3 separate regions of the Mus musculus genome follow, and regions 2 and 3 are each linked to region 1. The links are chromatin contacts, called in public HiChIP or PLAC-seq and promoter capture Hi-C maps. All regions are on one chromosome and are shown on one strand. The core of a region is the stretch at or near the end of the contact, and the rest is flanking DNA. Distances in the headings are between cores, read along the strand shown. Region 1 holds the start of Twf2 (twinfilin actin binding protein 2). Region 2 holds the start of Rad54l2 (RAD54 like 2 (S. cerevisiae)). Region 3 overlaps Atp2c1 (ATPase, Ca++-sequestering).

What was found. Promoter capture Hi-C pulls out the DNA fragments that hold promoters and counts their contacts. HiChIP or PLAC-seq counts read pairs in DNA pulled down with a chosen protein or histone mark.
Region 2: a contact with region 1 is called in a promoter capture Hi-C map of 3T3-L1-derived adipocytes, with 5 times the contacts expected there. The contact joins the promoter of Rad54l2 here to the promoter of Twf2 in region 1. A contact is called at or near these places in 7 of 39 promoter capture datasets (3T3-L1-derived adipocytes, the SN4741 cell line, fetal liver and 3 more) and 1 of 9 other capture datasets (adipose tissue).
Region 3: an H3K4me3 HiChIP or PLAC-seq map of bone marrow-derived macrophages shows a contact between it and region 1, with 6 times the contacts expected there. The contact joins the enhancer-like site here to the promoter of Twf2 in region 1. A contact is called at or near these places in 3 of 39 promoter capture datasets (3T3-L1-derived adipocytes, the C10 cell line and pre-B cells), 1 of 484 Hi-C or Micro-C datasets (pre-B cells), 5 of 115 datasets of contacts at active chromatin or transcription factors (astrocytes, bone marrow-derived macrophages, embryonic stem cells and 2 more) and 1 of 9 other capture datasets (embryonic stem cells).

What each region holds. Positions count from the first base shown.
Region 1 is chr9:106,201,578-106,204,816 of GRCm38.p6, forward strand. Twf2 (twinfilin actin binding protein 2) reads left to right here and starts at 1,531. Exons shown (of 9, transcript NM_011876.3): 1 at 1,531-1,707. The coding sequence starts at 1,683.
Region 2 is chr9:106,787,635-106,790,642 of GRCm38.p6, forward strand. It overlaps Rad54l2 (RAD54 like 2 (S. cerevisiae)), which reads right to left and starts at 1,579. Exons shown (of 22, transcript NM_030730.2): 1 at 1,346-1,579.
Region 3 is chr9:105,483,189-105,486,279 of GRCm38.p6, forward strand. All of the region lies in intron 1 of Atp2c1 (ATPase, Ca++-sequestering), which reads right to left. Among named protein-coding and RNA genes, the nearest start is that of Gm40564, 11 kb to the right of the region's middle. Within about 2 kb of position 1,658, at least 100 of the 459 cell types and tissues checked have an H3K27ac peak or open chromatin away from gene starts, as enhancers often do. A contact at or near this core is called in astrocytes, bone marrow-derived macrophages and extraembryonic endoderm stem cells, where this site is marked.

The DNA of each region.
Region 1 (3,239 bases), core at 281-2,780:
AGACCAGGATGGCCTTGAAGGCCTTTGCTTCCTTAGTTCTGGATTATAGTTATTTGCCAACATACCTGATTTATGTAGTGCTAAGGATCAAACCTAGTACTTCACACATGTCACGCAGGTTAGAATGATCTATCAGCTGAGCCAGCCCAAGGATGCCATTTGAACTTGAGTTCTCTCACAGATTTGGGGTGTGTGTGTGTAGTATATACATACACTGTGTATGTTAGAGTACAATGTGGAAACCAGAGGTGGATGCCAGCCAGTCAGCCTCTATTGCGCTTTCTCTCTCTCTCTCTCTCTCTCTCTCTCTCTCTCTCTCTCTCTCTCTCTCTCTCTCTCTCTCTCTCTCTCTCTCTCCATTTGGCTGGGTTGGCTGACTAATAAGCAAATAAGCCCCAATAGGTATTGGCCTGTCTCCTCAAACTCCCTCTCCCAAGGTCCCCAGCCTCCCTGCACAGTCCAAGGGGAAAGCCAAGTGTCTTCATTCTGTTGCCGGGAATCTGAAATTATATGCTAACTCAGCACTTTACTGACTGAGCCATCTCTCATTAAGTTATCTATTTTTTAAAGTTTTTATTTATTTCAGTAAAAAAAAAATTTTGGTGTGTGTCTGGGTGTTTGGCCCGCATGTATCTATGTGCACAATGTCCGTGTCTAATCCCAGGAGGCCAGAAGAAGGAACAGTTGTGTCATGTGGGTGCTGGGAACCAAACTTGAGTCCTATGCAAAAGCAGCTAATGCTCTTGACCACTGAGCCATCTGTCCAGTCCCGTTTATCTATTTTTTAATAACAAGGTCCAGGGTGGAGAGATGTTTCTGAGGTTAAAGAGTACTAGCTGCTATTCGGCCGTTAGTCTGTAAGAGCAGTAGGAAAGGCTGCTGGGAATAGAGGCAAGGTCATTAGGAATTGGGAAGTTCCTCAGGTTGACTTCCAGTCCTTCCACCACTGGGTCACACTTAGCACATGCACCGTCTTTTTGGAAAACTTTCCTCAGCCTTGTTAGGTCACCTCGGTCTCTCCTACCGTATTCCTTCCAAAATTCATTTCCTCCTATGGCCATTCACTTTCTCAGCGTTGGGCTCCAGACACCGTGCACCTGATGACTGGTAGGAAATCAGTACACACACACACACACACACACACACACACACACACACACACACACACACACACACACACACACACATACACACACACACACTCACACTCACGACCACACACGAGCGCGTGCCCACCTACACTGAGATCACCTCACCATCACAAACGGGTACGCCTGGATCGGCCCTCACTCTCAAACCTCCTCCGCGGCAAGCTCACAGCCCCTCCCACGCCCAAGTGCGGATCCGCCCACAGACCTCCAGGATCCTGGCCTACAAGGGACCACCCACACAATCCCTTGGGGCCCCTTCTTGGCCATGAAGGTGGTAGCGGCCGGGCACTGGGCCATCCGGACCCCGGCGCCCGCTGCGCGCACGCGCGGCACCAATGCCCGCCTCTGCCGGCCTCGCCCTCCGGGGGCGGGGCGCGCTGGGGGCGGGTCCTGCGGCACCGCCCGGGAAGCTGCGCGAGGCTCGGTGCCGTCGCCACATCCTCCGGAGCTCTGGGTCCAGGCGAGCCGAGTCGAGCCGGGCCAGGACCAAGAGGAGAACTCCGACGGCACGGGCGAGCCGAAAGCTGAGCCATGGCGCACCAGACCGGCATCCACGGTGAGGGCGGATGGAGGGCGGACAGGGGCTCCGCCGCGCTGGTTCTCCGCGCTAGGTCCCTTCATCCTTCTCTTCCTTGTACCCTCCTGGGAAGCTTCCTGTTCTCTTTTGCAACCGCGAGTCCCTGGGATGGACACGTCTTGGGGCAGAACAGACTGTTGTACATAGCTGGGAGTGGGTGCACATGGATGCACACAGCGAGGGTGGAAGTATCTTGTGTACCCAACTGGGGGCGGATGTGCCTGTGTATACTGGTCTGGGTATTTTTGTTCTTTTCTGGAGGTGGGGTGTACCCGGATGTGCACATCTGGAAAAGTGTACATGGGTGTACACATGTTCTCTGTATACAGTCCAGTATGTGCACATCTGGATGAGACTTGGTTATGCCTGTCCAGGCTTCTTCGTGTGCATGCACTAGTGGCTGGTTTTGGACACTCTAGGTTCCATCTCAGACATCAGTGTTTCCTGGCTGCACGCACAGAAACTGTGGGTATCTGCATGTGTGCACAGTTCAGGCACATCTCAGTATGTGTGTGTTAGCATGGGTGTTTGCATGGGTGTCTTATGACTGACATGGGCTTATGTGTATGTGTGGAGAGGGTAGCCTGACCTTTTCTCCTTTCAGGACCCCTAGACTCTTGCAGACTAGGTTGGACAGAAGCTGGAATGGAGCCCTCCTTCTTAAGTAGAATGGGGAGAACTGCACATCTGACCTTGGCCTCTGACTTCTTCCCTTTTCCATTGTGATCTCTCTATCGCTGCTCCAGCCAGGCCTGCAAAGTCCCAACTTCAAGCTGGAAGCAGGGGAACGGGTCAGGATTCAGACTTTATAGGGGAGCTCCTGCCTCCACCCTCATCTACAGGAAGCTTCTACAGCCCAGGGCGTGACACCCATAGCCCCCCTCCAGGGCCCCAGTTTCCTCCTTGGAGAGACTTAAGAAAGAAGCAATAGCTGGGAGCCAGGTATTTTGTCCCCATTTGTTATGGGCCTGGAAGGGCTGCTTCCCTGGCCAGTAGGGAAGGCCAGGCTGCTTGCCCAGACAGCTTGTTGGTTTGGCCATCAGCCACTCCTACCACCACATCATGATTCCCTGACCAGGGCTACCACCATCGACCAGCCTGACTGCCGGAATCCCTGCCTGCGGTTGTGGCTGCTTGGTGGATGGACAAGCCAAGAGACTTTCCCTGCCCTAGCCCATCCCCATCCTGTTTGTCCTGAGCATGCAGGGACCTGGATCAAGCCTGGCCACCCACAGGTGGGCCAGCCTCTCCTAGAGATGGAGGAGCAGGTTTCTTGAGTCAGCCCCAAAGAGGGGAACTGTCAGGGTAAACTGCTGCCTGGCCTGCCCCTTCCTTCCTCTTTGTCTGGTCTGAGCTGCTATCTCCAAGAGGGAGGAGGTGCTACGAAGTTTTACACACACACACACACACACACACACACACTGCTTACAGATCCTGTGGCCAAGGCTCTGCCCTATCCCTTCATTCCCTATGAAGTGAGACAGGCCTGCCCAGGGGAGCCTCCCAGTCTC
Region 2 (3,008 bases), core at 329-2,828, 590 kb after region 1:
ACTTCATGGCAGTAAGAGATAATGAAACTTCATGAATTTAGGGGTCTAAAGAGCTTTGAGCAGCAGAAATTATAAAGATTTTTTTTCACATCCTCCTCTATAGTTACATATATTAAAATATACCAAAAAAAAAAAAGTTAGTGAAGCCTTTTACATTAGTTTGGGCTTAGAAGAATTGTACTGAAAGCTCCAAGAATTACAACATACTATGGGGTCTAGGTTTGTGGATCATTACAAACAATAGCCACAGTGCTAAAAACAAAATATGAGTCACAATTCAAAAAAGAGGGCAAAGGGGGAAAAAATGAACAGAGAAAAGCTTTAAAGTCAAATACCATTAAGAAATTTGTTACTTAAATGACTGCCGGCGACAGCCACCACACTGACTTTGGAGTAAGAAGGAAAGGTCCACACTGTCCTCTCCTCTAGAACAAATTCATTAAGCCCCCCCAAATACCCATTCCAGCTTCAAAGTCCAGGCATCAACAGTCAGCCACATCCGCCAGCAAGAGCAGTAATCTAACAGATCTGAGTCACACACTCCCCCGCAGTAAGAGGTCATTCTCTAGCAGGAAGCCCACTCTGCAAAGTGCTCTTGTTCTACTCCCAGACAGCCACCATGACCCACATAAAGCCAATTCTTCGACCCCAGAAGCTGCCGGCCATCTTCTCCCTCCCTCCCCAGCTCGCATCGGCCTTTTCCTAACCCAATGCAGCTAACACTACTCCTGTGACAAGTTTCCTACCTGAGAACCACTCTTAACTCGGATACATCTTAGCCGTGAAGGATCCATCTAGCTCCTAGCTCAACTCTTTTGTGCCCAACTAAGCTCGTGCCTTTCCAGGAACTACTCACCAATTACCTCAGAGAAGCTAAACTCTCCATGCCTCTTCTCCCCAAACCCGACTCAGCCTAACAAATTCTCAGACGGCCCGAGGGAGTTCAGAGACCCACACCTATGTCCACTAGGGACCAAGCCACAGGGGTCCCTAAAATTCGAACCACAATCCCTCTCCCTCAAACCACGGCACGGTTTGCCGGTGTTATAATATAACATCAGGAGCGCATAGCCACTGTAGTTCAGTCTCGGTAATTACGACTGCCTTCCTTGACAACGAAATCCCAAAATATCAAGCCACTGAAGTCCCGGGTGGATGCCAAGACCCCCTCCAAGCCTACAGTCACTGGAGTTTCCCAGGTCGGACGCAGCTCCCCCCAAGGCCCAAGCCGCCAGGAGTAGCTTGCTACCCCAGGCTGCTGCACGCCGGGGACTCTGGCCGCGTCCCCATTGTTGCGGGTCCCAGCGGCCCCGGCAGGGAGTAAGGGGACCGCAGGGGCTCTCACCTCCCGTGCCACGGATCCGGGCCGCACCGGACCGGGCTGGGCCGTAGGACCTCGCGTTCTGCCGCACCCTCTTGGACAGTGTCTGCGGCGGCGGGAGCCGGAGAAGCGGCTGAGGCGGGAAGCAGCCAGCCAGGCCCGGGCGCCGCAGGCTGGCTCTGGCCGAGGGTCGGTCTTCTCCGGCGGCGGCGCTCTCAGCCTCCGCTCGCGGTCCGCGCCAGAAAGCTTCCCCCTCCCGGCCCTCTCACCCGGCCACCCGGGCGGGAACACAAGCCACCCGCAGCAAAGTTCCGCTGTGAGTCCTGTTGTTCTTTCCCAGGGAAAGACACTAAACGGCGATTCTTGGGTGAGTAAGGTGTATTTACTACAGAGGACCTTTTCATGAATAAGTGAGACTAAAAAAATAAAATAAGAAATAAAACAAAATCGAAAACAAAAACAATCCCATGCTAGAACCTGCCTGGAACTGGTAGAGCCAACTGAATGGATTTTACTAACTACCAAAAACACACACTTATCAGTACAAATGAGCCTGAGCTCCTACACTTCTCAATTTGGTATTACGTCAAAACATACCGGGAACGAGATAGTGCGGATATGAGGTGTAAATTCGTTGAGGGTGCTGTCAAAAGTCAATGCTACTACAGCTGTAGCTTCCAACAAAAGTTGTTCTTCCTTGAATTGATGCATGCCATTGTAATTCTCGGTCTTCCTCCCTTCCTCCCTACCTGTCCGTGGTTCCTGTTGACTGCAGCTGTCTCCAGAAAACTAGCAGAGGCGACGGCCGAGTTGGGAGGGGGGAGTACTGCGGAGGGGGGATCGCACTCAAACGTAGGTTTCTCCCTGAAGTTGGAGATTGTTATGCTCCACTTTCTTATGAGCTGTATTGTTGTCTCTTTCCACTACATTACCTTGGCTCTCCACCCGCAACCCCCACCACCGCCAAAGTGAATATGAGCGAAAGATGAAAATATTGGGTATGTGGGTCTGGTTTTTTTTTTTTTTAAGTTTTTTTTGTTTGTTAGGTTCATTATTGGTTTTTGTTGTTGTTGTTTTGGTTTTTCGAGACAGGGTTTCTCAGAAATCCACCTGCCTCTACCTCTCAAGTTCTTGAATTAAAGGCATGTGGCACCAGTCCAGTTATTAGAACCATCTCTCAAATTACAAAAGTTTAAATATGTACAGATAATAGCCCTATAAATGACCAGAGGGACAAAAATGAGACCAGAGACTCTAAAGGAGCCTTACTTATTATCTCTCTTCACATAAGTGAGCTTATATGAAGAACTTATTTCTCTTTCATAACTGAGCTTGGAGTAACAGGAGCCAACAATGGCTCCCCGCCCTCCCCCACCGCCGTCCCGTTCCCCCCTCCCTCCCCGTGATAGAAGTTTCTTCTATTCTTTCCTCTCAGGAAGCCACTGTTCTGAAACATATAGATGGCTATTGATGGCTCTTCATTCAAATAAACTTAAAAGAGCTGGGCAGTGGTGGCGCACGCCTTTAATCCCAGCACTTGGGAGGCAGAGGCAGGTGGATTTCTGAGTTTGAGGCCAGCCTGGTCTACAGAGTGAGTTCCAGGACAGCCAGGGCTACATAGAGAAACCCTGTCTCAAAAAACCAACTCCCCCCCCCCAAAAGAGCTGGTCTTCCTTGCTAATAGTCA
Region 3 (3,091 bases), core at 408-2,907, 720 kb before region 1:
AAGTCACTGTAATACCTATAAAAATTTCAAATACCTCTTTCACAGAAACAGACAAGCAGATTCTAAAACCACAGAGAAATGCAAGGGATCCAAAGCAAAACAAGCAGTTTGAGGAAAGCTGGCTTCATATTTCAGTTTCAGAATTACTACAAAGCCATACAGCAGCCATCACACAGTGTGATGCTGGCAACAGCCAGACACAGACAACGGAGCAGAGCCACGAGCCAGGAGAGAAACTTCACTTATGGAAAACCAAGGGCACAAAGACAACTCAGCGAAGACAGTCTCCTAAATGGATGGCACTGGATAGTAGCATTCCCTGCAAAACAATACAGCTGGATTTTATCTCAAAATTGAGCAAGTGGAAAAGCTAAACTAAAATGCCTAGAATAAAACATAAATCAGTTTAATCATCCTGGTCAACAATCAAAGCAAATGAAACCATAAGTTTTCAAAAAGTCCAAAGAATAGGGAAAATACTTGAAAACCTTATTTCTGATAAAGGCCTAATAAATAACTGTACAACTGACTCTTACATAAGTACCAGTAAAGGATACATTTCTACTCAAGATCTAGGATGGATGGAGATAGAGATGGAGATATAGAGATAGAGATAGAGATAGAGATAGAGATAAGAGACAGGAGACAGAGAGGGAGGGAGGGAGGGAGATCAACTCTTAGCTAAAAAATAAAAAGCAAATGAGCAAATTATGAAGCGGTTATAGATGAGAGCTTCTGCAGATACACAATGGCCTCGCGAGAAGGCGCTGGGCATCACCAGTCACTGGGGAATACACACCAAAACTAGAACGTGCAAACACGTTCATACTCCTGGGGTGGCGACTCACAAACAGAAGAGTAAAGCGTAGGCGAGGATGTCAGGACTGACTCTGACACCTGCACTGATCACATACTGCTGCAGTTCCTCAGTTAAACACAGTATCACCATATGGCTCAGCACCACACTCCTACACATAGATCCAAAGAATGGAAGCCATACACTCGTGCAGAAATCTATATATGAACACTCACAGCAGCATTATTTATAACTGCCCAACAGTAGAAACAGTTCAATGTCCATCAAACGGTCAATTAGTAAATATGATACACCCATACCTTAGAATATTATTCAGCCATGAATAGGAATAAAGTACTAATACATAGCAAAGCATAAATAAACTGAAAGAAGCCACACATAAAAAGTCTCATATTGCTCAATTACATTTATACAAAATGTCCAGAATAGGAAAATCCAAGCACAGAAACTAGATTAGTGGTTGCTAGGAGCTGGGGAAGGGAAGAACAGGAAGTGAATGCTAATAAGGTAGAGATTTCTTTGGGGAAGTAACATAAGAGCTCTGCAATCAGACTACACATGACGCTGCGAATGTGCACACTGAGCTACACTTCAAAACAGGATTTTATGGCGTGTGGATTTTTTTTAAAGAAAAGGTCAAGGTTTATAAAAAACCTTATCATTTACTACAGCAACAGAGAATAAGCATTTAGCTGGGTGACTCTAGGTCTGAAGCAAGGCATCCAGAGCAAAGCAGATTCATCTGGGGAAGCGACAGCAACACTGACAGTCACAGGACTCTAGCTAGTGCCAACTCCCCAGTGTGGAGGGGAGACAGGACTGAGGTGTAACCAGGGAACCAAGGCAGCCAGCCCAGGGGAATGACTGCCACAGCACAGCTGCTTGCCCTCCAATTACAGCCAGGCACAGCTATACAGCCCTGCCCGCCCAACTGTAAGCACATGCAGCCCTCTGATAAGCAGCTCTCTACAACAAAGTAGGAGAGACATCCTACTCCAAATAAATAGAAAAGAGATATGGTCACTATTCACTTCAAACAGATTAAAATCATTGAAAATCAAATAGGATGTGGGTGGGGCTAGAACAGAGTACAAATGGTAAGAAGCTGAGCCTAATCTGCGCTGCACATGAAAACCCAAGTAGGCTGGGATGAGACCAAGCCAAGGATCTCTGGAAAGGAGACTCTACCTACATACAGTAAAGCTAATGAAAAATAGTGTGCTCTACTTTAAACTTTATTTCCTGAACCAGAGAGAGAGCTCAACAGATAAACGACACTCGCCACACAAGCCTGGTGACCTGAGTTCCGTTCCCAGAACCCACATAAAGGTAAAACAGCGAACAAACCCCACACATTTGTCATCAAACTTCCACATGTGTAACATGGCATGCTCAACCAAACATCTGCATCATTCATACACACTAATAACATGTTTAATGTATTTCTTAGGAGGAAACTGTTATGAACAAGTCAATTGCTAGGGATGAGAAAGTTGCAGACAGACATAAGAAGGAAGGTGTGAGGCAGAGGAAGCCTTTGTTGTTGCTATGGCACCAGTCAACTCCAGATGCCTCAGACCCATGGGAAATTGACAGAGATCCCCACACACACATATCTCAGAACAGCCTCAGACGTATAGCAAAGCCTGCCGTTGGTCCAAGTGCAAATGTTCGCAATATATGCAAACTCTAGCAACCATTGCTTCCTCCTCCCAGATGTTTATATCCTGAGACTGCTTACCTACAGATGCTAGCTAACCCATCACAGCACAGCCCCTTGGTGCTATACATCATTAACACCTAGGTTGCGGCTGCTGTGAATTTGGAGAGGCTTCATAAGAGCACACACAGCCCTCTTGACGCCAGATTTTCTGTACATGTGTCTCTGTGTCTGTCCTGTCCACATCCCTTCACTACCCCTAGTCAGGGTTCAGGACCAGGAGCAAGCAGCACAGAATATAGTAGAAAGGAGGCTTTAACAAGTTATTAGATTAGAATGAAACAAGCTGGAACCACTTACAGAAATAAAAACATGTCGATGTGCAGGTCACTGTTCATGACCTGCTAACACGATCCCACAAGACCACAAGAGCCCTGAGCTCACCTAGCACCCGCATGCTGGTTTCAGGCTCCTGTTCTCTATACACTCCCAGCTTCTTTAGGAAAATGGTGTGATTCTACAGTTGGTGCAAATTAACAACACAACAACCCAGATGCACCAAACATCATGTAGCACCAGAAAGTATATTAGTACTATCCAAATGAGATTGCATT